4 separate regions of the Mus musculus genome follow, and regions 1, 2 and 4 are each linked to region 3. The links are chromatin contacts, called in public ChIA-PET and Hi-C maps. All regions are on one chromosome and are shown on one strand. The core of a region is the stretch at or near the end of the contact, and the rest is flanking DNA. Distances in the headings are between cores, read along the strand shown.

Region 1 (4,831 bases), core at 1,062-3,561, 470 kb before region 3:
TTGGAATACAGTGCAGGTTTCCAGCAGGGACCTGGTGTTAGAGTGCTACCTGTATTGTTAGGTTCTGCCATCTAAACGGTGAGACACCACCTGACTCTTACAGACTCGATCTATACAGGTTTTCCTTCTCCTACTATTCTCTTGCTCAATTGTCCTCTACATATGCTAATAAACATCTCTCCAGGTCCTGATCTACACTTGTAACATAGCTTTACACCAAAACTAAAAGTTCTATACCTGACTATAATTTAAAACAATTCTTGCCATGATAAATATATATAACCAAGAAAATAAAAGAAATTTGACAACAACAACAACAAAACCAGCAAAATTCTATCACTAAGGTAAAATAATTACTTACAGTAAAAGTTAGCATTCTAGTCAATATTCTTTAAGCTCAAACCTTTAAAATGTCATCAAACTGGGAACATGAGAGACAGAAAAACACACAGACCTAGGATTACTGAGAAAACATTTTAAGGCAAATGTTCTTGGATGTATTTTATTTGTAAAGAATAAAACAGTTGAAAAATAGAACAGTTGAGTATTATCATCTATACAATCATTTATAACTAGGAGTCCTAATTTGGTATATATATCTTATAATCTACAGTATTAGATGCATAGCAGATATAACAATCAACAATTTGATTTACCTTAATAATATTTTGTAGTTTGCAGATTTCAGTTTGATCAGAGCTTTGTGCTCCCTGTACCTTAGTCTAGAAAAAGAGGATTAAAAAATAATTATACTGATTTTCTTCTTTTTAAAAAACAAAATCACAAACTTTATTAAAAGTTTGTTATTTGTAAAACAGGAGCATTTCCGAGACATAGTCTGATTAAGAACTCCATACACTCTTCAAAGTCTTTATTATTACATAGTAAATAAAAGATATCAGTCAAGAACTCTCTATATAATTAAGGCTAATAGTAGATCTAAAAAATAAAATTAAGATGGAAAAATAGAATATTTCACTAGTTAACCAAAATACAAATATGAAGATAATTAAGTAGCTTTCTAAGATGATAGAAAGTTCCCCAGTACTAATGCCACTAAACACCTTTTTAAAATGATTTTATGCCAGGCATAGTGGCGCATGTCTTTAATCCCAGAACTTGGAAGACAGAGGCAGAGGCAGGTGTATATCTGTGAGTTCGAGGTCAGCCTGATCTTCATAGTAAATCCCAGAACAGGGAGCTATATAGTGACACTCTGTTTCAAAAAAAAAAAAAAACAATAACTAAATCCATATGATTTTATACATGGCTAAGGATGTAGCTCCATTAGTAGTAGGGCGCCTGTGTAGCATTTAGGTATCCTTGATTATGAGCCCAGCGCTTAAAACCTGTAACGTTAGCACTTAGGGACAGGAGGATCCCAAGTTCAAGATCATCCTTGACTACACAGGAAGTATGACATCAGCCTGAGAGACATCAGAGAGACCCTGTCTCAAAACAAAGTAAAGACAAAGTAATTTTGTCCATAAGATCTCTACAGAATAATCTTTGGTTTGACCAAAACAACTTTTAGATTCCTTTCAAAGTTATATATTGTCAGGGCTGGAGAGATGGCCTAGCGGGTAAGAATATGTTCTTCCCAGGCTTTCATCCAGTTCTCAGCATCCCTGTCAGGCAGCCCACAACAACCTGTAGACTCAAGCTTCAGGGATCCGAACTTTCCGGACTTCTATGTACTCACATGTACAAACACACACACACACACACACACACACACACACACACACACACAGCCTGCCTACCTACACACATTCAAAATTAAATTTTCTAAATTTGTATACTGTTCATTGCCTTTAAATTTTTAATTGATGCCTAGTAATTTTACATATTTGTAAGGTACACTGTGATATTTCAATTCATGTACATACTATGTAATGTTCAAAGCAGGGTAGTTAGAATCATCACAAATGCTTATTGCAGTGACAGCATCCAAAATCCTCTCTTATAGATATTTTGAAATATACATTAGTAAAATGCTCCACAGTCATCCTAGTAGACAACACCAGAACTCATGTCTCCCATGTATAGGTAATTTTGTATTTGATCAACATTTATCCATCATCCCTCTCCACTGTTGCACTCATTTATCTTTAATTAACATTTATTTTATGACCTGTTTCTGAACCAAAGCTGTTCTAAGATTGAAAAGAAGAACATGTAATAGCAAGACTCCAATCTCCAGTCAGAAGATGACTATCTGAGCAGGGGCAGCAGTGCACACCAACACCTACAGCTAGGCAAGGGGCTAAGAAAGGAAGCCGCAAGTTCACGCTGGCCTCAACAACAGAAATGGGGGTGGGGAGCAGCACAGGAAATGGGTGAGTCTCAAGATGAGACCTAGCATCAGAGCACTCGCCTTGCTTGCAGTGGCCCTCCTACCAACGCTCAACGTGTGTGTGTGTGTGTGTGTGTGTGTGTGTGTGTGTGTGCGTGTGCGTGTGTGTGTCTGTCTGAAAATTAATCCCTCTGACAATGGGAATAGCATTTCTAGTAATAACTTAGAATTTTCACCTATAATACAATGATAGCAAATGTTTTACATGATAAGCATAATAATATATGTTGGGGTGATTATGTGGAAACATTTTATAAAGTATAATACAAACAATAAATTTTTGTCTTAAGGAAAAAATAAGCCTTGCTGAAGGTTCCAATCACGTCCTTTCCACCTTTATATTTCAGTATTTATCTGACATATACTAAACATTAAAGATATGCCAAACACATTTTTTAAAGCAGAGCCTCTTTGTCTCTATTAAATATTAACCTAACCAATGTTCCTTTTATTTGCTTGTTTTTGTTTTGTTTTGTTTTTCTTTAAAGACGAGATCTTACTATAAACTTAAATTCCCAATTCTACAGCTTCAGCCTCCCTAAAATGCTTGCTGCCAAGTCAGCTGAACTAAAGTCATTCCCTGGGCTGTCCCACTAGCTGTTCTCTGAAGTTAACGTGTGTGTGTGTGTGTGTGTGTGTGTGTGTGTGTGTGTGCGCGCGCGCATGTAACCCCTCCTTATTCCACATACATAAAGCAACAAATAAAAGTTTAAAAATTAAGATATGATTCTCAGATTATCACAACAGCTTGGTACCTCTTTGAAGTTCCTAAGACCCTAAAATTGATACTAAATTGAAGTCTACAAACACACAGGAAATCCATGCCATTATCAATGCTTCAGGTGATTCTTTATGTATAAAGTTTAAAAACACTGGCTTCAGAAAGAAAAGATGGACAGACAACCCTAGCTAAGGTTTTAAGTATCACGGAAGTCCAACACAAAGTAAGCAAACAGTTTTAATTGAGATGATTTTTCCTTTTTAGAACTTGATAAAAAATACACATTCACAAGAAGATGTAAATATTCTAGATTTTCTAATATATTAAATATATTTGCATGCTATATTTCCTCCCATATCAAGGAAGTTAAATCCAAATGTCTATTGTCTACTGAAAACTTCCATAAATACATGTCTGGGTTCAAAACTTTTTTTTTAAGTAGATCAACTGATCTATCAATCTCTCTAAATTTTATCTATCTATCTATCTATCTATCTATCTATCTATCTACCTGAAATTTTTTCCACACATCATGCAGAAGAGAAAACTAAGGATGAAAGAGAAAGGGGACTTGACTAAAATCACTTAAAAAGTTGAATGTTGTATTAGAAAACAAATATAGCTTCTCTATTTGTCTAATCAAGAATTATTTAAAAAAAAAAAGAATTATTTCTAGTACAGACGCTCTCCCACAATAGTACCAGCATTTTTACTAACTCATAGTTTTCACAGATTCATCCAAATTTTACCAACCTGAGCAATATGTCTCCAATGTCCAAGTTCAGACTCAAGTCTTGAAACTTCATTTGATAATCTGTTTATTTCTTGTTGTGATGAGATCACATCACCAAAGTCCATGTCGTCTTCATGGAAGGCTGACACACGATGACTGACCCCATAGCTGAATGAAGATGATGCACTGGCTGCTGGTGCGCTGCCAGATCCTAAGTGGGCTGACTGAGCAGCTGACTGCAGTCTGAGCAGTTCATCCTGTAGTGCGAGCTGCCTTGCTTTAAGGTGGTTGATTTCTTCCTATAGATGTATAATCCATGTCTTAGAGGAAGTATTTTAAAATGCTTATTGACCTTTTTATAGATCCTAATGTTAAAAGGCATAAGGATGGGCTGGCGAGATGGCTCAGCGGATAAGAGCACTAACTGCTCTTCCGAAAGTTCTGAGTTCAAATCCCAGCAACCACATGGTCGCTCACAACCACCCGTAATGAGATCTGACGCCTTCTTCTGGTGCATCTGAAGTCAGTTACAGTGTACTTATGTATAATAGTAAATAAATCTTTGGGCCAGAGTGAGCAGGGACTGAGCGAGTAGAGTTGACCAAGGTGAGCAGGGCCGACCAAAGTGGGCAGAGGTCCTAAAATTCAATTTCCAACAACCACATGAAGGCTCACAAACATCTGTACAGCGGCAGTGTACTCACATACATTAAATAAATAAATATATCTTTTTTTAAAGGCATAATGAAGACCTAATAATAGTACTCAACTAAGTGAACTCAGATCTTCCATATTACCTGAATTGTAAGACTGTTATTTGAAAAACAAATATAATGCCCATAAAGTGTAGATAATGTACCAAATAGCATGAAGTTAGGATTTCTCTCACATATTAACTAAAGCAATGAATTTCTCAGTGGAAGTGAGTTTGCTATCTTCATAATGTGAGTTCTCAGAACTCTGTTTATGATCATCAGACATGAAATAAAACAAGCTGTGTGAGTTATACATTCAAAGCTTT
Region 2 (4,841 bases), core at 722-3,221, 380 kb after region 3:
GCAACATATCAGATAGTCACAAACCTAAAACTAGTTGTAGAACTGACCACAGCATTCAGTTGTGCTTTTTGATTGCACAGAATCGATAACTGATTTTAATAAAAGAAACTAAATATCTTAACCAGCCTTGGCTCAGGGTCTTCAGCATAAATGTGGGCAACACCTGAAAACTATTGATAACTGATAGCACCATCACATATGACTATTAAACATGCATATAAACTTTTGACTTGCTGGGACACTGTACTAGCAGAATGGTCTTTTGATTTAAATAATTATCAGTGTAGAATGACATCATTTTTATCAGTAAAACATTGGGGAGACATTCAGTAAACAACACGACAAAGGGCGAGTTACTTTGGCAGCATAAAGAGTGGATGGGCTGATCTCTGCAATGAGCTCTTCCATCTTGTTCTGCTCATGACAGCCTTGGGTCTTGGGTCAAGTGCAATAGCCTTCTAATTCGGCCTGAAGGAGGACCTCTTCTTCTTCGGCCTCCTTATCTTTTATCAGTGTCAGCAACTGCAGTAAGCCTGGGGCTGGGCTACCCTCCGGCAGCCCAAGCTCTCTTCGAACTGATTTGTGGACTGCCCCAGCAATGACTTGGTCTAGACGGGCCTGATTCACAACTTCTTTCTCAATTGCTCCTTTCTGAACCAGTTTCTGCAATAAAGGCTCCAACCTTAGAACATAGGCAGACAGCTTTTCATCAGTCTTCTGATAAGTAGTAAGGTATTTGACCTGCAATGCTCTAGGATTATCAATAATCCCAAATATTGTCTCAAGCGTCTTCAGGCATTCTGCAACTGTAATGAAGGGGTTGTTTATCTTGAGGACTCGAATAATTTCAAATGCTGGACCTCTAAGGCTCTCTATCAACCGCCTTCTTTTCTCTACATCTGACACCTGCCATGTTTTCATTACTTGGGAAGTATGAAACATCCAAGATTCAAATTCTTCCTCACCTGGTCCTGGAGGATCCCTGCCTGAGAACACACTCAGCTTTTTGTACCTCAGATACTGCAGGGTAGGCTTAAGGGCCTCATTTAATGCCTGTGCTAACATGGGTGCTCGAATTTCAGGGATCATTATGCCCGGGTCTAGGCCGAGAGGGTCATTCCGATTCCCAAGAACTCTGGTTAATTCACCCATCGTCATGCCCTCCCCCTTTAAAAACTCATTTAATCTGCACAAAAAGTCACTATCAGTATCAGGAGGCTTAAAGATCACTCTCCAGACACCTCCTTTTGCAGGTATTTCCTTGGGGACCAGGGCACTGCCAGTCTCTACTGTAAGCCCAATCAGGGCTACATTCTTGTTCTCATCCCTCCTGAACATCCTCCCAAGCAGTCTGTGTTCCCCTAAGGGAGCAAGGCCAGCCTGCAGGGCCTCCTCTATGTCTGCCACTCCGCAGGTCGGAGGGATGCCGGCAACCAATAGTGCTTTCCGAGGATTCATATCCATCCCTCTGCACCAGTCTTCTAGAAGTCTCAGTGTCATGGTGCTCAGAGTATTTAAATTCTAATTCGACCAGGGCGCCGCCGCCGCCGCCGCCGCTTACAGTGATGTGCGTGCTCGTCTCTTTAACACGCAGAGGTCCGGGAGCCTGAGAAAACAGAGCATCCACGTTAAGTTAACCGTGTCTGACTCCCGAGCAGTTCCTCCGCCCACCCGCCACAGGCGCTTAGAAACGAACGCCATCAGGATCACCTGCCCGTAGATACATCGCTTGGGTCCCGGAGAGGACGTCTGACCTTTGCGGGGTTTAGGAGAGACCCGGGCTCCCCGCGCCCGCCTCCCGGCCGAGGGCAGAAGAACGACCGCAGCAAACGCCTCAGGGAACAGACAACCGCCTCTGGAGGCGGCGCGAAGCTGACAGCCTGACGTCATGAGAGGCCGGCGCGCGTTTCCGGCCCTAGACGGAAGCTCTGAATGCGGCGGTATCCGGGACTGCGAGCGGGCGGGCCACTCAGGACAGGAAGGTGAGACCCGGGGCTGCTCGGCTTGGCTGTCAGGCTGGCCCGGCGTCCGGCCGGGAGCCGAGCTCGGGCCTCTGCAGGCCAAGCCTGGCGCCACTGCCCAGCTCAGCTCGGCGGCGGGTGCAGTGGGGGGCGGGCCCGGCATCTCCAGGTGGTTCCCCCCGCCTGGGGCTCCGGAGGGCGACGGGGCCCGCCGCCGCCGCGTGACCAGCCGTAGTCACGCTGAGCTTAATCACTACTAGCTCGTGCTCCCGCCGCCGCGCTCACCTTCTTCAGCTGCGCGACCCAGAGGGTTTCTCTTAAGGTGGCTTGTTCTGAAATGCCAAAGGCACCTGACTGTTCAGAACTGAGTGACTCTTGCTCGCTTGCAGGGGGAACAGGAAGATTTTCGGGACCACTGTAAGTGTTTGAAAGAGTTACCGTCTTAACTTGGGGACTCCGACGTTGGTTTAACGAGTAGAACTCAACCCAGTGCCCACGTCTGAAATAGTGTTAAGCCAGAAAGCATTTCAACTGTCAAGAGCAACGTCCTGTGGGGAAACTAGATGTTTCATTATCTGAAACGAAGGTGTACTGGGTCTACTCAAGCAAGAAGTGATGATTCATTCACTCTGGGGTTCACATAAATAACAGCACTCAGTAGACACTGAAACCAGTATTTTTATGTGCTTACAACTGTTATATAAAACCACCTGTAAGCTGTTTACAGCTGTTAAATCTTAAAATGCTCGTGCTTTTCAGAACTCTTGAATTTAAATCATGTGCACTTGGAATAGTTGCCATGGCAACATTATTAGACCTTAACAATAATTTTTCTGTGTTTGCATTGAAGGCACAGAGCATGGAGAATGATGAACTTCCGTCAGCGGATGGGATGGATTGGAGTGGGACTGTATTTGCTAGCAAGTGCAGCAGCGTTTTATTATGTTTTTGAAATCAATGAGACTTACAACAGGTTGGCTTTGGAACACATTCTGCAGCACCCTGAGGAGCCTCGGGAAGGAACCACATGGACACACTCCTTGAAAGCTCGGTTACTTTCCCTGCCCTTTTGGTTGTGGACAATTATTTTCTTGATTCCGTACTTACAGATGTTTTTGTTCCTTTATTCTTGTACGAGAGCGGATCCCAAAACAGTGGGCTACTGTATTATCCCCATATGCTTGGCAGTTATCTGCAATCGTCATCAGGCATTTGTCAAGGCTTCTAATCAGATCAGCAGACTACAACTGATTGACACATAACACCCATCACCGGTTTCCCTTATTGTAAGACTGCCAGCACTGTATAGTGGCTGACCACAAGACTGCAGTTTCTTCACAGGTCTCAGGAAGTTGTGGTGGAACGAGACTTAAAAAGTGACAAGAGGACTGACTACTTTATCTGAATAATGACTTTTTAGGTAAAGCCTGAAATATAGTACTACACAATCATGTTGATGACTTCAGAGTTTGGAAGTAAAATAGTGGCTTGTAACCTGCAGTCTTTAGAAACTTGAATAAGCGCCTGAATTTTTTTATTTCTATTCTATGTGCAACATAGTATGATTCAGAAATTTTTCCATTGGGGAAAATATTTCCATTGTGTTAAATGTAAAAAGGTCTGACCATGATCATAAAATTTAAATTTTATACAATTACTTTGCTTGCTTTAAAAATTTTCAGACTAAGACACTAATCCTGCTTTCAGTTTACATGGAATTGGTAGAAAATTAATGAGATGGCTATCACCTTTCTGTTTTTTTCGGGGGAGGTGGGTAGGTAGGGGAGAGTGCTGGGGATAGAATCTAAGCCTTTGTGCTTTTCAAGACAGTTACTCAGTGTGCCCTGGCTGTCCTGGAACTTGCCCTGTAGATCAGGCTGGCTTCAAATTCTTGCCTGCCCCTGCCTCCCCAACAGCTGGGATTAAAGGTTTGTGCCACCACCAACCCATTGCTTTTTGTACTTTTACCACTGAATTACATTTCCAGCCATGATGATGGCTATTTAGATACACAGAATTTGTTCTTTTCTTTTTGGGTAATGGCTATCTAAACCACTAATCTATAGTTCTTTGAAAAACTATGTAGGAACTGAACAGATGAAATGGTTGAAGTCTAGAAATAACACAGACACCAGGTGTACCAGCACAGATCACTGAAGAGATATTGTTCCTTTCCTGGGTGAAATCAGGGTATCCAGTGGTAGTAGTACTAACACATTTCACACCATTTTAATAACCATGGCTTTTGAGTCATTGCTTTAGAGCTACAACAACAACCTTATGAATGAGAGCAGCACTTTAGCCTGATGCAGTTCCTCACCACTGACACAACATCCCATGCTGTGTACAAACATCAACTATTTACCTGTGTATACTGACTCATACCAAAAATGAAAATGAGTTTTAGTGAAGGTTTTTTTTTTTCCCAAATTGTACCATCTGGGAGCTTTTTGTGGTGCTAAAGATCAAACTGACATCCTCGAACATACAAGCCAACTCTTAACTACTGTGTTGTATAACCCTAGTCCTAAAGTTTCTCAGCAACCTCACTAACTGCTGTATTTGAACAGAGAGGCTAAAATTCCATGGCAAAATTTAATCTTTTTTGGTTGTATCTCAAAAGCATCAGAATCTACTTTATGAACTCCTGGTGGTGGACCATGCCCTTGATCATGCTAGCACTTGAGAGGCAGAGAGACGAATCTCTGAGCTGGAGGCCAGCCTGGTCTACATGAAAAGTTCCAGGACAGCCAGAGCTACAAAGACAGACCCTGTCCCCCAAAAAACCCCCCATAAGACAAAAACCAAAACCCACAAACTCAAAAACCAACTCAGTTTAGTTGCTGAAATAACACATCTTTTGCTATAATATATTCAGTA
Region 3 (4,629 bases), core at 1,525-4,024:
ATTCCTGTCCTGGAGGCAGGCAAGCAATATCCTGGACCTGTTCCCCGAGCCCCATTGCCTGCTCCATACTTATGAGAGGCTATCAAAATGTGGAGCTGTTCTATTCTGTGCCTGCTAGGGACAGGGTGATGAGCTGGCTGTCAATCCTTCCCCATCTGGAGCTCTTCCGCACCTTCCTTTCTTCCTCCTCTCGGTGTCTTGTCGCCTCATCCTCCTATCCCCCATGCTGCAGTGCAGCCTGCTAGCCTTGCAAGTGTGCTCCCCTCTCCTAGATGGGGATCACTCTGAATAAGCTGGTTCACTCACTAGTGTTGGGTGTGCATGCCTAGCCCCACTGCTCATTCATTGGAGCATCATCCCAGAGATGCTCCATGGAGAAGCATCAGTGCTGCCTTCCGAAGTCCAGAGTGTGGTGGAGCACTCGGACCAAAGCACAGAATGGACCACTCACGATGGTGGTCCCTGCAATCGGAATACACTGTAGGACTAAGAGACACAGGCGTCCTGCACACATCAGGAAGTTTACTCCAGACATGACCTTCTAGTCTTTGAAGATGAGTAAGAACCTAGCAGGTGGGGAGGAAAAGAATTCTAAGCAGAGAGGACAGCGTCAGCCGAGATCCAAGGATAGGGCAGCATATGGCGTGTCCAGGAAGAAATGCATAGCAGATGAAGGCTCAGTAGATAATTCTAGAAATATATGTGGGAACAGATCTCATAGGCCTTGAGTGAGGTCATGCTCAGGCATTGATGGGAAGTTCTGGACATCTGCTACCCCATGACTTTGTCCTTCAACCGCATGTCTCAAGGGACGTGGCATGCGCACAGAAGACGCTGAGCTCAGCTTACTGGGAATACTGAATGGTTCACCATCAGGACTGTAAACCCAGCTGCCTGATGCTTCTGCTGGGAAGACTTCAAGGGTACTGGATCGCTGTACTGGGCTTGCATAATCATGAGTGCAGTGTTCCCAATGCTTATTCTACATAGTAAAACCATCTGTGTATGTGGGCACCAAGAGTTGGTCATTCAGGAGTCAGATGCTATCTTGGAGGGCAAAGTCATAGCCCGGCCCTCATGAAGAGTGGCCCTCAGGCTGTGGGAAAACCTAACCTGATCTGTCTTACCCCGTGGCTGTGAGGTTTGCATATTGTTAAAAAGACACATGAAAGGTCACCATCTTGGTATTGTGGTAACAGCTGGGTCTCCTGGACTGGCTGTCAGGTGCAGCAGAATCTGTCTAGAGAAGATTTCCATGGTGAATAGCATGCTCCCTTCCATAAGAGGCGCTCACAGTTGAATAGGGCACAGCTTGCTTTCTAGCCTGGGTTTGTACCCTGCTCACATTGATGGGCAAACAACCTCAGGCCACCAAGGTGGCCACGGCCAGTGTCACTAAGCATGCCATCATTAGAACTGGCTCACACTTGGCTCTGCATGTCCCTGCCATCCTGCAGCATCTTTCAGTTCACCATTAAGAACCTGTGGTGGCCATGCCTGATGGTACAGATCTGTCATCCCAGCAGCTCTGGAAGCCGAGGCAGGAAGATCAAATGTTCAAGGACAGCCTGGGCAACTTAGTGAGACCCTGCCTCAAATTTTGAAAAAAAAAAAAAAGTTTTTTTTTTAAAAGGGGGAGATATTTCCATGGTAGAGCATTTGCCTGGCATGTGGGGGACCCTGGGTTCAATCCTTAGTACTACAATGAAAAAAAAAAACAAAAGGGCTTGCTGTGTTCTTACAACATGGGGTCAGAGCCACCAGCCACATGCTGGCAGGCAAAGCAACTGAAGCAGGAAGTGGGGCAAGTTCCTCCAAAAAAGCCTGTGGTGCAGTGAGGGGCTACTCTGACCTGTTCAACCCCAGCACCCTGTGACCTCAGATGAATACATTTTTTCCCTGAGTCACTTGCTTTCGTCTGTAAAGTGGGGACAAGACCTATGACCAGAGGTCATCAAGACAGTGGCAGTAAAACTGCAGCCCATGGCTGGTCTACGGCACGAACCCTGACTGTTCCCTCCTGGTGTCACACTTGGCACTCCTTTGCATAGGGGTCTTACTGAGGAACCATGGACAAAAGAGTGTGTCTGCTATTCTTCCAGGAATCCATCCAGCCTGGCTCATGTCCTTCCATCCCTTAAAATGGTGACACTGAGCAGGACATGAGACCAATGTTTCTCTCCATATGGAGCCACTCTCATGAGCTCAGAGTGGCCTTTCCTCCAGAAGTCATATAGCCCAGTATCTTTTGAGAGGCCATGAGCATCCCTGAGTTTGCTGGGATATGGTACCCAGAGGCCAAGATCTCTCAAGTCAGGCCTTGCCTCATGGCTTCCATCACAGACAAGGCTAGGAGGACTAGTTGATAGATACCCAGCAGGACAGGGCTTGCTTAAAGGTGGGAGCTGTGTCCTCCCTCACGTGTCCACTAGCCTAGCTCCTCAGTGTCAAGACCCTCCCGGGTCACAGCAGCTTGCAGTGCGAAGATACAGGTCCAGTTCTACCACCCAGAGCTCTCTGGTTCCCTTTTCCTGTGTGTGGCAGCTGCAATGGCCATAGTAAATTCTAGTCCCTCACCTTTTATTGTAGGGTTCCATGTTACTGTTGAGACACCCATTGGGGAGACAGCAAAACCAAGACCTAAGATACAGTCTTCCTGGGTTATCTAGCTGAATAGCTGCAGAAACCCCAACGCTGAAATCTCTATCACAGGTATTCTCCAAGGCAAGGGCACAGAACTGAAGCCGGGCCTCTCTTGTCCCCTCCCAGGTCTACTCCACCCTCAGCTAGCAAGTGCACAGGGGACTTCCCCTCCAGGCAGGAAGTGGTGGGAGAAGTTTAAGAGTCCAAGAAGGGAAAACAACCTTACGCAAAAGCAAGGACCCTTCCCCCGCTGCTAGAAGGAGAAACAGGGCTAACCGACTCTGCTCTGTTTTCCTCAGGTTTCTGGGACTCCTCGCTGAACTCAAGAGGCTCTGCAGAGCCACTCAGAAGCCCAGCCCCTGGGACCCCTGCATCCTCCAGCCTCCGGCCTACAACCCATTACGCAAATTGTTCCTGTGAAATCGAGCTCTCCGTGGGAAATGACCGCCTGTGGTTTGTGAATCCTATTTTCATCGAGGACTGCATCCTACCGGCTGATCCACCTCCACTGCCTACTGGCAGCTACCCTCCACGCCCTACGCCTGCCACCCCGGATGCTACCTCACCCACCTCCAAGGGATCCCCACGTCGCCCCCCACCTCCACCCCCGTTACCCACTGTTCCTCCTACTGGCCCTGCACGGCCTCTTGCGCCTCCTGTACCGCCTGCTGGCCCTTTGCCCAACTCCCCCCTAACGCCCACCTCTCACCTTGCACCCCATGCACCGGGCCCCCCTGGCCACTCAAACCAACCACCCATGACAGCCTGCGAGAGTCTCCCTCGCCCAGCTGTAGGCCTGGGCCCCTTTGGAGAAGAAGAGATGAAACCTGGGACAACTCCCAATCCCTTGCACCAAGCCCCTCCCCCTCCATTACCCCTGAAGAAGGCTCTTCCAGCAGCCCCTCCCAGGAGGCGCATTTCTGAGAGGGTATCTCTGGAAAGCCAGAATGTGGGGACTTCAACAGACAGGGACCACTCAGGCATTTCTAGGACAGCATCACTCAACCTTCCTCCCCAGAGCACCGTAAGTAGCCTTGGGGACAGGCCTCCAAGGACCACGGAGCAAAGCCAGGACACAGAGGCCAAAGCCAGCCATGCTGACAGCATACCAGTGCCTCCTGGGAAGGCCAAACAACCCCCAGTACCACCCCCAAGGAAGAAGCGGGTCTCCCGGCAGCTGGCCTCAACCCTTCTCAGTCCCTTGGAGAGCCCCATACAGGAGGCATCCTCTGAGAAACAGGCGACTGGTGCATCTTGGGAAGGCTTGAGTCCTGTCCGGCAAGCTGGCATGCAGCACCTCCAAGTTCAGTCCAGCAGCTGTCCCCAAAGCTCTCCAGAGTTCAAGGGTTCCCAGGCCTCACTCTCAGACAGCCTGGGGGTGCCTGCCTCGGCCGCTGACCAGGACTCCTACTCAACCAGCAGTGCAGAGGAGGAGCTGGAGTTCAGCAGCCCCAACGTGAAGAAGAAACCCTCAATGATCCTGGACAAGGCCCGCCACCGCCTCAGCTTCGTCAGCTTCGCCAGCGTCTTCCATGCCTTCCTCTCCAGCGACCGCAAACTGTATAAGAAGGTGGTGGAGCTGGCACAGGACAAGAGCTCCTACTTCGGCAGCCTGGTGCAGGACTACAAGGTGTACAGCCTGGAGATGATGGCCCGCCAGACATCCAGCACTGAGATGCTGCAGGAGATCCGTACCATGATGACCCAGCTCAAGAGCTACCTGCTACAGAGCACTGAACTCAAAGCCTTGGTGGAACCCACCCTGCACTCGGAGGAGGAACTCGGTCAGTGGCAGCTGGGAGGGCGGGCGGGCGGGAGAGCGGTGCATAAATACACTCAGGCGCCCCTGGACACAGAACAGCCTCTGGGGCCCCTTTGCCTTATGTCCTCTTTCTTCTTCCTCCCTGACTTTCCCACAAATCTCCTGGGCCCAAATCCCTCTCTCAGGAACCACTTCTTAGAGAGCCGATTCAAGGCAGCCAACAT
Region 4 (4,964 bases), core at 747-3,246, 370 kb before region 3:
CTGTCTTCAGACACTCCAGAAGAGGGCGCCAGATCTTGTTACGGATGGTTATGAGCCACCATGTGGTTGCTGGGATTTGAACTCTGGACCTTCGGAAGAGCAGTCGGGTGCTCTTACCCACTGAGCCATCTCACCAGCCCCTGTTGCACATTTCTAGACCATCTCATGTGGATTTCTTACTGTTTTGAGAGTTCCTTGTGTGTTCTGAGTATCAGCCTGTTGTCAGATGTTTTCTCTTACCTGGAGGCTGCTTCTGGTCTCTACTCTGGTGGCTGTGCTGTTTCTTTGCTACAGAGGTGCTTTGTCATTTCCTTATGCTTTGGGGGAGGGGGGCAACCCATATTCACTGTGGTCACACAGGGTCTGGTTTTTATTGTTTTGTTTTGTTGTATTGAATAGGGTCTCACTGTATATCCTAGCTGTTTTTGTAGACCAGGCTGGCCTTGAACTCAAAGAGATCTGCCTGCCTCCTCTTCCCAAGTACTGGGATAGAAGGGTATATACCACTGCGCTCAGCAAGCAACCAATCTTCTGACCCACGCACATTCCACACACACTGTTCAGTGCACTGCTTATCCTTAGCAGTTCTGCCTGTAGGAGAATCGCATGATTTACCCTGGCTGGCTCCTTGTCCTCTCAGTCTGTTTAAAGGGCCTCAGCTACAACTATCTAGTTGGTACAACTTTGTATTATTTTTGTTAGTTTTTATTACCAAGTATTCTTTATTGTTGTCTTTTGCCACCAAATTGAATAAAGTTCCAGAAGAAGAGGAAATTTTTTCATATTCTGAGTGGCCAGACTAGTGCCTAATATCCTAATCTGCTGGTTACCATCACAATGACAAAGGCTGAGTTCCTACCAGGCCAGGTCACTGACACACCAGCGTTTACTATGGAGTCTGACTTTTCATGAACACACAGTGTCTGAGAAACCTAAGCCTTGATCATTTAGAAGAAGAAACCCAGTAATCTTAAAATAGTAATGTTAAAACAATTAACAGACTGGAAGTTTAGGATTAAGGAATTAGGCTAGATTAGGAAAAAAGCATAATTTGGAATGATATAGTGCAAGTGTAGAAGCAATATATCTTAGGGCCGATTTTCTGGAAGCTTTATTAATACAGCAGTTATTTCAGATATCTGAACTGGAATATAAAACAGACGTATGTATGTATGTATGTATGTATGTATGTATGTAGATGGGGTCTTGTTACATAGTTAGTTCATCCTGGCCAGAAACTCTAAATTCTTCCCCCTAAGACTCCTGAGTTCTGAGATTACAGGTTTGAACCAACCAGGAGGCCAAGACAAACTTTTTTTTTTTTTTTTTTTTTAAACAAGAGGTACAAGTTAAATCAAGGAATTAAATACTTATTTAAAATTTGTGGGCAAGGTATCTATGTGAGTTGCTAACATTTTATAATTTTAAATCATGTTTCAAGTAAGCTACTAGCCAAATGTGAGATGCCACATTTGTGAGCATTTGTCACTTAATTTGGAATTAATTTTTAATTTTTATTTTGAAATAGTTTCAAATTTAACCAAAAGTTGCAAAAAAATAGCGTGAATGTTTCAACTACCCAATTGTCAGGGTTTTAGCTGGATTTGCTGTATCACATCTTTATCACACAAGCAGAGCATTACACACACATTTTGAAAGAAATAGCAGTTATTCTAGCCTTGCCTTACCTTGGATAGTACTACAGTGTATGATGTGGAAACAGGAGCCACAGAAAAAAGGAGATAAACTCTGACCCTGCCAACTCTAGCCGGTTGGTACAACAGTGTCCTTTTAAGTCACGTGTTCCAGTTTTGTCCAAGAGTGCCCAGGAGTACATGTTGCATTGATTCCTTGTGAATTGACATTGAAAAATTGCTAATAATTTTTAGGTTAGCATGCAAAGTGGTGAGTTTCATTATAGCATTTTCATCTACACATGAGCTGCTGTGCTTTGCTCTCCCCCCTGCCCACACTCGCTCCCTTCCTTCCTCAAAATAGTTCCTCTTTCTGCTCTTACCAAGCTTATCCCATTACTGTCTCTACTTCTCCCTTCATATCTCTTCTGCCTTTCCCATGATCCCCTTTCTAGTTCATGATCTCCCAACATATACACACACACACACACACACACACACAAATTAAAATCTAGGCTCTGTTTGCATTAACTGTTTTCTTATTCTTTTATATATGTGGATGCTTTGCCTGCTTATATGTCTGCACCACGTGCATGTCTCGTGCCCATGGAGGCCTGAAGAGGGTATGCCTCCAGACAGTTGTGTACTGCTATGTGTATTCCAAGAATTGTAGCCAGATCATCTGGAAGAGCAGTCAGTCCTCAACCTCTGAGCCCCTTGGTCTCTTTATGTTTTTAAATCGTTATGTATATACACGTGTATATACACATGGTGCACTCATGGAAGTCCAAGGACAGCTTTCTGGAGTTGGTTCTCTCCTTGCACAGTGGGTTCTAGGGTTGGAGCTTAGGTTACGGGGCCTTCATGGCAGTGAAGTGTTTTCCTCACTGAGCCATCTCGCCAGCCCCAAGGATTCTCTAGTTTTCAAGGTACTCTGATGATAAAAACTGCTAATTCAGTTGTTGCATGTTGATGAATTTGCCCAGTTCTTATTATTTTAAATGTTACTACTATATACTTTTTAAAAACATCTCTTTTAGTAGATTGAATTCTAGAAATAGGAAGATCTATGTCATAAGACAAGCACAGTTTAATTTTTGTTAGCAAATTATCTTCTGACAGTTTGCTAATAATATCTGCTGGAAACACTGTAATGTACCTGTCTTAGTCAGGGTTTCTCTTCCTGCACAAACATCATGACCAAGAAGCAAGTTGGGGAGGAAAGGGTTTATTCAGCTTACAATTCCATACTGCTGTTTATCACCAAGGAAGTCAGGACTGGAACTCAAACAGGTCAGGAAGCAGGAACTGATGCAGAGGCCACGGAGGGATGTTCCTTACTGGCTTGCTTCCCCTGGCTTGCTCAGCCTGCTCTCTTATAGAACCAAGACTACCAGCCCAGAGATGGTCCCACCCACAAGGGGCCTTTCCCCTTTGATCACTAATTGAGAAAATGCCTTACAGTTGGATCTCATGGAGGCATTTCCTCAACTGAAGCTCCTTTTTCTGTGATAACTCCAGCTGTGTCAAGTTGACACAAAACTAGCCAGTACAGTACCCTTTGCCCAGGTAGCAGTTGGCATTTCCAGTCTTGCAGATTAAGCAAATTGTGATAGCTTCTATGTGTTACCTGTGTCAACAACCACTAATAAATTAAGTGATGTGTCTGTGGCTATAAGCCGTCCGTGTTCCTTACTGTTTAAGTGTCCTCTGCATAGTTTGTCCTTTTTGATGTGGCATCTTTTTCTTGATATGGAGAGTTCTTAGGAATGCATGGCTTCTGACGGCCATAGTACAGCCGTATTTTCATCTTTTCTTTCAGTTCTGTGAGATTTTAAGACTTTTATTTTCTCTATGTGTTTTCCATGTATTCTCTATCCATTTTTTTCCTTATGACTTTGGGGCTTTCTGTGACTTTTCTCCTTCCCTCTCCTCCTTTCCCCAGTTGACTGGCGTAACGTAACAAGTTTGACATAAATCCGTCAGCTCCCACAGCTCACTCTTAGTACCTGTAGTCTAAGTGAGCTATAATGTTGTGTCATGGAAACCTGACTAATTTCAGAGAAGAATTCACTTGATGACGCATCTCATGCCCGCTGCCCAGCTTTCCTGACACTGCCTTTGCTTTTGTCTATATTTCCTTAGCTGAGGAAACGTGTGAAGCTTGAAGGGAAAGAACTTGAGGAATATGTGGAAAAAGAAAAACTCAAGAAAGAAGCTGCTAAGAAACTGGAGCAGTCGAAAGAGTGAGTCGCTTTTCTCAAGAGCAACTTCTGAGCTACTCAGGTTAAGTCTGCATAGACTGTAAAAAGAATGCGCTTGTAGGACTTAGCACTCAACGGAAATAACTTAAATTTCCTTAGGGCTCTATGACTTTTATTAAACTTTTTAAATTGCAACAATAAAATCTTTTCAGTGCTAATAATACCAACTTATTAGGCAAATTAATGTGTTTTTACAAAATATTGATCAACTGTTAATATGGTTGGGGTCAATGTTGGAGAGTAACTTATTCATAGTTTTACAAATATGAAGTCAAAGTGTCTCAGGGACATGATGACCTGTTGCCAAACCCTCACAGGGCAGACATCGACTCCAGTGACGAGAGTGACGTGGAGGAAGACGTGGACCAGCCATCGGCTCACAAGACAAAGCACGACCTGATGATGAAGGGGGAAGGCAGCCGCAAAGGGAGCTTCTTCAAACAGGCCAAGAAGTCCTACCCCATGTTTCCTGCCCCAGAGGAAAGAATTAAATGGGACGAGTATGGCGAGATCATCAAGTACGTGAGCAACACAAACTGTCTGGGCTCCATGACTTTGATCTCTGTGGTCACCGTGAGCTTGGCTGCCAAAGTGCCTTGGCGTGAAAAGAACAGAAGGCTTCTGATTTGAAGCTCAAAAGTAGAAATGCTGAGGGCCACTCTGAGCATTCGTAGTAAAGGGAAAGTGTAGTTTCGTTCCTTAGTTACAGGAAGGTTTTAACAAAGACACTTTAGACATCCTTTCCCCCAGTTAAGAGGTAAGGGACATGCTGTGGAGAAAGAGAAAAAGAACTTCTGTTTGTGGTTGTATTTATTTGTAGGAAGCTTTGTTGCTTTGATTTTTTTAGGGAGTAGTTGGAGGAAATGGAGGGAGGCTTAGGGTTCAAACCCGTGGCTAATACACACTCAGCAATTAGTCCACCACTGGGTTACCCTCTGTCACATTGAAGGTTTGTTTATAAGGTGTCCAGCCTGCATCATTTTAAATGTGCTTTAAGTGGTTGTTACTGCTATTGTTATTCTGTGGTTTTTACAACTGGAGATGTTGGCTGTGGGGGAAAAGGAGC

The links. Hi-C and Micro-C count contacts between places; a contact is called where the count stands out from the background. ChIA-PET counts read pairs in DNA pulled down with a chosen protein or histone mark.
Region 1: an RNA polymerase II ChIA-PET map of memory CD8 T cells shows a contact between it and region 3, with 17 read pairs. The contact joins two enhancer-like sites. A contact is called at or near these places in 1 of 484 Hi-C or Micro-C datasets (CD8 T cells), 4 of 115 datasets of contacts at active chromatin or transcription factors (embryonic stem cells, large pre-B cells and memory CD8 T cells) and 1 of 9 other capture datasets (embryonic stem cells).
Region 2: a contact with region 3 is called in a Hi-C map of CD8 T cells, with 2.7 times the contacts expected there. The contact joins the promoter of Tmem251 here to the enhancer-like site in region 3. A contact is called at or near these places in 4 of 484 Hi-C or Micro-C datasets (CD8 T cells, embryonic stem cells, regulatory T cells and 1 more), 4 of 115 datasets of contacts at active chromatin or transcription factors (CD8 T cells, effector CD8 T cells, embryonic stem cells and 1 more) and 3 of 9 other capture datasets (adipose tissue, liver and pancreatic islet).
Region 4: a Hi-C map of bone marrow-derived macrophages shows a contact between it and region 3, with 28 read pairs. The contact joins two enhancer-like sites. A contact is called at or near these places in 1 of 15 datasets of contacts at CTCF or cohesin (large pre-B cells), 25 of 484 Hi-C or Micro-C datasets (the AML12 cell line, B cells, the HPC-5 cell line and 17 more), 7 of 115 datasets of contacts at active chromatin or transcription factors (the HPC-7 cell line, acute myeloid leukemia, bone marrow-derived dendritic cells and 3 more) and 1 of 9 other capture datasets (pancreatic islet).

What each region holds. Positions count from the first base shown.
Region 1 is chr12:101,894,995-101,899,825 of GRCm38.p6, forward strand. Trip11 (thyroid hormone receptor interactor 11) reads right to left here. Exons shown (of 21, transcript NM_028446.1): 4 at 3,831-4,109; 5 at 657-722. Among named protein-coding and RNA genes, the nearest start is that of Gm20036, 15 kb to the right of the region's middle. Within about 2 kb of position 2,312, at least 29 of the 459 cell types and tissues checked have an H3K27ac peak or open chromatin away from gene starts, as enhancers often do. A contact at or near this core is called in CD8 T cells and memory CD8 T cells, where this site is marked.
Region 2 is chr12:102,741,789-102,746,629 of GRCm38.p6, forward strand. It overlaps Tmem251 (transmembrane protein 251), which reads left to right and starts at 1,972. Exons shown (of 2, transcript NM_177140.4): 1 at 1,972-2,378; 2 at 2,812-3,618. The coding sequence starts at 2,299. The coding sequence ends at 3,223. Gm20604 (predicted gene 20604) reads right to left here. Exons shown (of 2, transcript NM_001142939.1): 2 at 1-1,606. The coding sequence ends at 1,584. Moap1 (modulator of apoptosis 1) reads right to left here and starts at 1,873. Exons shown (of 2, transcript NM_001142937.2): 1 at 1,755-1,873; 2 at 1-1,606. The coding sequence starts at 1,500. The coding sequence ends at 442.
Region 3 is chr12:102,365,422-102,370,050 of GRCm38.p6, forward strand. It overlaps Rin3 (Ras and Rab interactor 3), which reads left to right. Exons shown (of 10, transcript NM_177620.4): 6 at 2,943-4,427. Among named protein-coding and RNA genes, the nearest start is that of Lgmn, 72 kb to the right of the region's middle. Within about 2 kb of position 2,775, at least 101 of the 459 cell types and tissues checked have an H3K27ac peak or open chromatin away from gene starts, as enhancers often do. A contact at or near this core is called in B cells, CD8 T cells, the HPC-5 cell line and 10 more, where this site is marked.
Region 4 is chr12:101,993,040-101,998,003 of GRCm38.p6, forward strand. Cpsf2 (cleavage and polyadenylation specific factor 2) reads left to right here. Exons shown (of 15, transcript NM_016856.3): 9 at 3,780-3,880; 10 at 4,216-4,416. Among named protein-coding and RNA genes, the nearest start is that of Cpsf2, 20 kb to the left of the region's middle. Within about 2 kb of position 1,997, at least 56 of the 459 cell types and tissues checked have an H3K27ac peak or open chromatin away from gene starts, as enhancers often do. A contact at or near this core is called in B cells, the HPC-5 cell line, the HPC-7 cell line and 5 more, where this site is marked.